Regions from separate parts of the Mus musculus genome. Here region 2 is linked to region 1. Evidence: chromatin contacts called from public promoter capture Hi-C data. All regions are on one chromosome and are shown on one strand. Each heading gives the region's core, a stretch centred on a gene start, on an enhancer-like site or on the middle of the called end of the contact. The rest is flanking DNA. Distances are from core to core; before and after follow the strand shown. Region 1 overlaps Lamb1 (laminin B1). Region 2 overlaps Cog5 (component of oligomeric golgi complex 5).

Evidence for each region. Promoter capture Hi-C pulls out the DNA fragments that hold promoters and counts their contacts.
Region 2: a promoter capture Hi-C map of cranial neural crest shows a contact between it and region 1. The contact joins two enhancer-like sites. A contact is called at or near these places in 3 of 39 promoter capture datasets (the C10 cell line, cranial neural crest and hippocampal neurons), 4 of 484 Hi-C or Micro-C datasets (cardiomyocytes, cortical neurons, embryonic fibroblasts and 1 more), 2 of 115 datasets of contacts at active chromatin or transcription factors (cardiomyocytes and extraembryonic endoderm stem cells) and 1 of 9 other capture datasets (embryonic stem cells).

Annotation. Positions count from the first base shown.
Region 1 is chr12:31,319,724-31,322,692 of GRCm38.p6, reverse strand. It overlaps Lamb1 (laminin B1), which reads right to left. Exons shown (of 33, transcript NM_008482.3): 25 at 2,590-2,774; 26 at 1,554-1,795. Among named protein-coding and RNA genes, the nearest start is that of Dld, 30 kb to the left of the region's middle. Within about 2 kb of position 1,677, at least 21 of the 459 cell types and tissues checked have an H3K27ac peak or open chromatin away from gene starts, as enhancers often do.
Region 2 is chr12:31,935,427-31,938,129 of GRCm38.p6, reverse strand. It overlaps Cog5 (component of oligomeric golgi complex 5), which reads right to left. Exons shown (of 23, transcript NM_001163126.1): 23 at 500-953. It overlaps Hbp1 (high mobility group box transcription factor 1), which reads left to right. Exons shown (of 11, transcript NM_153198.3): 4 at 371-512; 5 at 849-960; 6 at 1,046-1,158. Among named protein-coding and RNA genes, the nearest start is that of Hbp1, 13 kb to the left of the region's middle. Within about 2 kb of position 1,274, at least 27 of the 459 cell types and tissues checked have an H3K27ac peak or open chromatin away from gene starts, as enhancers often do.

The DNA of each region.
Region 1 (2,969 bases), core at 428-2,927:
TTTTGGCTCAAATGTTTGTAAAGTACCTATAATCCCAAATATGTTAATAGCCACAATAATGGTTTACAGCCCATAAGCATGTTGGAATAATTGTCTTCTATGTGTTACGGCAGAAAAAGAGCCCACTCAAGATGCGAACTTAAAAGTCTTAGGAGTGCTTTCTACGAGCTCTCTGGCAAGCACACTGGATGTGCTCTGTTTCAACAAACATGAACAAGGACAGAGAGCCAGCACAGCTGAGCTTTCCTCAGTGAAGATCAGGAAGTACTGAGGAACACAAAGAGGAAAAAGTCAATTCACAAGAAGATGGCAGCTGAGAACCTACAGAAATAATCACAGGATAACTGAAACAAAAACAGTGAGAAAAAAAAAACCATTAAGCCACGTCTTACAAAAAAAGCCTGCACAGAGAGGGTGCCGCCACTCCACACCCATTTCCACCCACTCTTTAAGATCCACTCTGTTGAAAGCAGAAGATAATACCAACCCCTAAACTTTGCAGGTGTCCAAAAAAACTGACCACAGTTCAGGATGGGTGACACGCTTGTCTGTTTCTGACTGCAGACGTGGGCAAGAGGGGCGATGGCAGGTACAGAATGGTTAAGGGTTTTCCTGTCTCCAGTACACATGGCTGCTACAGGAGTGGGGACTGCTGCTCTCCGGTGCTGCTGGGGTCTACAGTGGAGGCAGTCACCCTCTTATGTCTTGAGAGAGACCTGAAAATACTTGGTGCTACTATCCAAGGTACCTAGGGCCCAGGGCCATAAAATGAGTGTCTTTGCCAGTTTTCTTCCCACCTGACTCTTAAAGATTCCTCTGTCTAGGCTGAGAAAAACTAGAAGATAATGTTGGTGTATATATAAAAATATATCTCAGTTGTCTCAGGTTTCCTCCCATGAAAAAGAAGAGGAAAACCACAGGGAAACCTGGCTTGGTTTCCTTTTGGCCTTCTGCCTGGTTTTCATTAAACTCACTACTCAATTTCACCTGGCTCCAGAGTTACTTTTTAAAAGCTTCTAAGAAATTAATCTGCTCTTTGAGGCCAGCTCAGACCTTAAGCTTTACCAGGTAATATTACTGGAACAAAGGAACATTTTAGCAAACACCGATGGAAAAAGGTTCTGTCCCTGAACAATTTTAAATTCTTCCACTTGGATGTTGCAGTTCAAAGCAAAACAAGCAAGGTTTTTTCTTGTTTTTTTTTTTTGTTGTTGTTTTGTTTGTTTTTGTTTTGTTTTGAAGGCCACACTATAAAAAGGATCTAGTTTCAGAAGTCAAGTCCCTCAGCAGATACAGGAGGTGGGGGAGGGGCTGCCCAGAGGAACAGTTGAGGCAGGAGCAGGCAGGGAGACACACACATGCTCTGTTCCCCATGCCTTGATCACGGCTAACTGACAGTGGAGCCCAGCACCTTGAGCTCAGGAGTCACCCCTACAGGATTACGAACAGCAATACTGGAGCAAGGCAGAAGGTGTCTGTTTTCTTTGTCTCTTTATAAAAACAAAAAACAAACAAAAAACCCAGAGCTAATGAGAGCAAACGCCAAGCCTCACCATCTGTGCAACAGCCGACAGGTCGAGACTTTGCAGTTTGCCGGCCAGTTCGTCCAGGAGGCGTGCCTGTTCCTCCTGCTGCTCCTTGAACGGAGACTCTCGCTCCAACATCAGATCTTCTACTCTGTCTCGCGTGAGGGCAGACTGCTCCACAGTGCTGTTGGGGTCTGTGGTGGAGGCATTCACCCGCTTCTCTGCCTCAAGAGACATCTGGAAATACTTGGTGATGCTATCCAAGGCGCCTGGGACAGGAAGCGAAATTGCCCACAGTTAACCTCCTTGTCCCTGGGTCCTCCCCAAACAGTGCCCATTTTTGGTATCTGATAGCCCTGATTTATACTGGCTTTAGGATTCAAGGGGAAAAGAAATCTGGAGGGAAGCAGAGTTTCCATGTTACGAACAGTAAATCTCTTCTGTCCCATCAGCCCCTGGTCAAGCACTGGTGTGAAAGAAGTCAAGCCATCATGCACACACCATTTCTGTATTTAGGCAAATATCTAAATCCTGGTGTCAGGGAGCCTGGAGGTGTCCAGGTGACTGTTTCTCTTTATCTACTTGGGTCCATTCAAACAATTATTACACACATAAAGAACACAGTACATTTTGGCTATAGGGACCTAGTAAAACAAAATGACTACTGTGGAATTGTGTCATTAACATATGTCACCTTTGCTTTTGGGGGAGGGTATGATATAGCCTGCATTATTGATTATTAAAATATTTTTGAGTTACTAAGTAAGCAGTAATCTCAGATGCAAAAGGACTTGCAGAATTAACAATATTTTAGTAGCCACAGAGGCTAAGGACAGGCCAGGGAGTTAAACTGAGAAACGGACCACATTTTAATGCAGTAGGGCCTCTACTATGTCTTGTCCCCAGGTCCCGTACTGGAAAACCAAGAACTTTAAGCCCCACTTGTGCCAAAGACTCAATTAATAAAGATTTAAAACTGTTAGAACACTTTTTTGTTTGTTTTTAGAAAGTATTAAGTGGGTAGATACAGGGTCATTTATTATCCAGGTTTGAGATTTCTCACCCTGAATATCGGAGTTTTTGATAAACTCCAGCTGTTCTGCCAGCTCCTTCACGGTCTTGTCAAGGCTCTCTGCTTCTGCCTGCAGTGCGCCGAGCTCTCCAGCTGTGCTGTTACTCTGTGAAGCTGTATCAGTTAATTTCACTTCTACCTGCGCCATCTTTTCTGTGACATCTTTGGTTAGTTTCCTGTGGAAAGAAAAGCAAGCTTACCTAAAACTGGCCCACACTGTCAGTCTTACTTGTGGGTTCTCCACTAGCACAATCTCTCACTCTCTACCTTCAGACTATACTTCAGTTATACTCCTGTGTTTCAGCTTTCTTCCTAAAGAGACAACGGAAGCGAACACCTTTTCTTCAAATACTCTGAAGAAAAATACCAGT
Region 2 (2,703 bases), core at 25-2,524, 620 kb before region 1:
TGGGTATTTACTTCATAATGATATGCATATTTATCTGTATGGGAATAAAAGAGATGGGAATCAGGTGTAGTGTACATACATGCAATCCCTGACCTTGGGGCAGGAAAATCCCAAGTTCCTTGCCACTTTTGATTTTTAAAAAGCTTAAGAAAATGTGATGAGTCTTCGATAAGAAAGAACACTTTAACATATACCAGTGAGTTTATATATGAGGAAGGTTAATGATAAGTTCAAGGGACAGCTTGCTGTCTTTACTAGAGCTTTCCATAGTTGTCTCTTGTGTAACAGCATTAGCAATATGCTGTTATCAAGAGAAAAGATGTTCGTTATGGACCTGCCTACACTGATAATAAAAACTGCTTTATTTTAGATCATCTCCTGTACACATCATAGCTACTAGCAAAAGTTTACATTCCTATGCACGCCCACCACCAGTGTCCTCTTCTTCAAAAAGTGGGCCAGCCTTCCCTCATGACCACTGGAAGGAAGAAACACCAGTAAGACATGAAAGGGTGAGTTTATTCATGAAGTCAAACTTCTACAAAGTTTATACAGTGGTTGAAAACATTACCTTTCCCCAATCTGAGAGATTGTTTTGAAGAACATACAGATGCACAAAAATATTTCATTGTTCATTATATGCATTTGATTCTGTATTTCTATTTTTAAGAAAATTTATTACAGATGACAGTATTTAAAACTTCAAGAAAAAAAGTCCTTCAATAGTGAAAGCTTACTTTCCTTAATCTTACAACTAAGTTATATTTATTTGAAAGCTCGAGTTTAAAAGAGGTATTAAAAGATCTTTTAAAAATAACAAAACAGAAGTTTCTGTTTTCTCTGTACAGGCAAACAGTGAGTCAGAGTCAGGCATTTTCTGTATGTCCTCCCTGTCAGATGATGATGATCTGGGCTGGTGCAATTCCTGGCCATCCACCATTTGGCACTGCTTTCTGAAAGGTAAAGAAGTACTTAAATGATTTGCAGCTGCCTTGGTAGCACAGCAGGCTTGTAATCTGATCCCTTCTTTCTAATTCAACTTCAGGCACGCGGCTGTGCTTCCATAAGGAAAGCAATAAGGAATGGCAAGATGTGGAAGACTTTGCTAGAGCCGCCAGCTGTGATAATGAGGAAGAGATCCAAATGGGCACTCACAAGGTTCATTTAAAATCCTTCTAAAGAATTTCAAACTGGTCAACCTTCAGGGTTAATCTAGAGGAACGCTCTACTTGCATTCCTATTTAAATGGCACCTTGCCCTCTGGGTAGGGAGTGAGACCGCCCAGTGCTTAGCATGGTGGGCAGAACCATGACTAGCACTTCCCAGCCATGCTTCTAAGGTGTGCGGTCTGTGTGACTTGGCAGCTTTATGCTTTAAATGCTCTTGTTCTGGAAAACTAGACTAGCCTTAAAGACAAATAGTAAACTAATTCAAACCTTCAGTTCTTAAGTATATAATGCAGTGCATGTCTTCCATGGTTAATTGAGAGTTTGAGGTTACTTCTTAAATGACCCCAGGAAACTCTCATTTTCTACATTTATAAGTAAAAACAGTGGTAAGCAACATTAGAATAAATATCTGTTGACACATTTTACTTTTAAAACTTTTCATTTCTCTATCTCTGTTGCAGGGAAAAATAAATAAATGAATAAATAAGCAAAATGGGATAATATAAAATACCAATTGAAAATTCCTTCTTGGAGCTTCCTGTCTCCTGTCAAGTTTTGAGAAAAAGTTGATTATCTTGAGCATGGTGTCTTCATCTTGGTGTTACTCTTTTCTTAGTAAAGTGTGCAGTCTGATTTTGCTTCTCCTACTTTACACAAAATTTGTCTCCTAGTTTTGAAATCTCTGCAACATTTGCTCATTGAACTACTTCCTGACATTGCTGTCCCTTAGTTTACACAGCAGCAGTACCCTAGTTCTCAGTCCATTGCTTATTGCTGCAGTGTCTTCCTCTTCATAGCCCTAGTGACTGGAGCACTGACAGCAGCATCCAGGCGGCATCTCTGTAGAGAGCACTCTGAACTCAGTGTGTACTCCAGCAAGTCTTATGTGAACGACTTTAATCATCTGGGCCTTCGCATCCTGATATGTAATGTAAACGCAGGCTAAAATCTTAGTAGCTTTAAGAAAAAAGGCTAATTTTTTTAACATTTAGTATTTATTTTATGTGCATTGGTGTTTTGCCTTCATGAGCATGTCTGTGTGAGGGTGTCAGATCCCCTGGAGTAGAGTTAACAGTTATAAGCCACCATGTAGATGCTAGAAATTGAACCCAGATCCTCTGGAAGAGCAGCCAGTGCTCTTAACAAAAGAGCCTTCTCTCCAGCCCTAGAAAACTAATTTTGACTATTTGTTAATCTGCCCTCTACTTTTCCACCTGCATGTTAGACCTCACTAGTGAGCCATGATCAATTTTTCACACTCAGTATGACTTGGGGTACATCTCATTCCTAATTTCTGCCTATCTAAGTATTTCTTTAAATTAAAATTCCTTTAAAATATTTTTGCAGACCACATTCAAAACTACGAAACTGTCTTTCATTATGTTCCTTCTCATCCCTTCATATTCAGTTTTCTATTCCATAGTATTCACAGCATTGTTAACCCATTATGTGTTGATCACCTAGTATACAATTGGGTGCTGTAGCTAGCTGCAGTCATGTGTCTTTTTCTGTGAATGCAAGGGTAGACACTGGT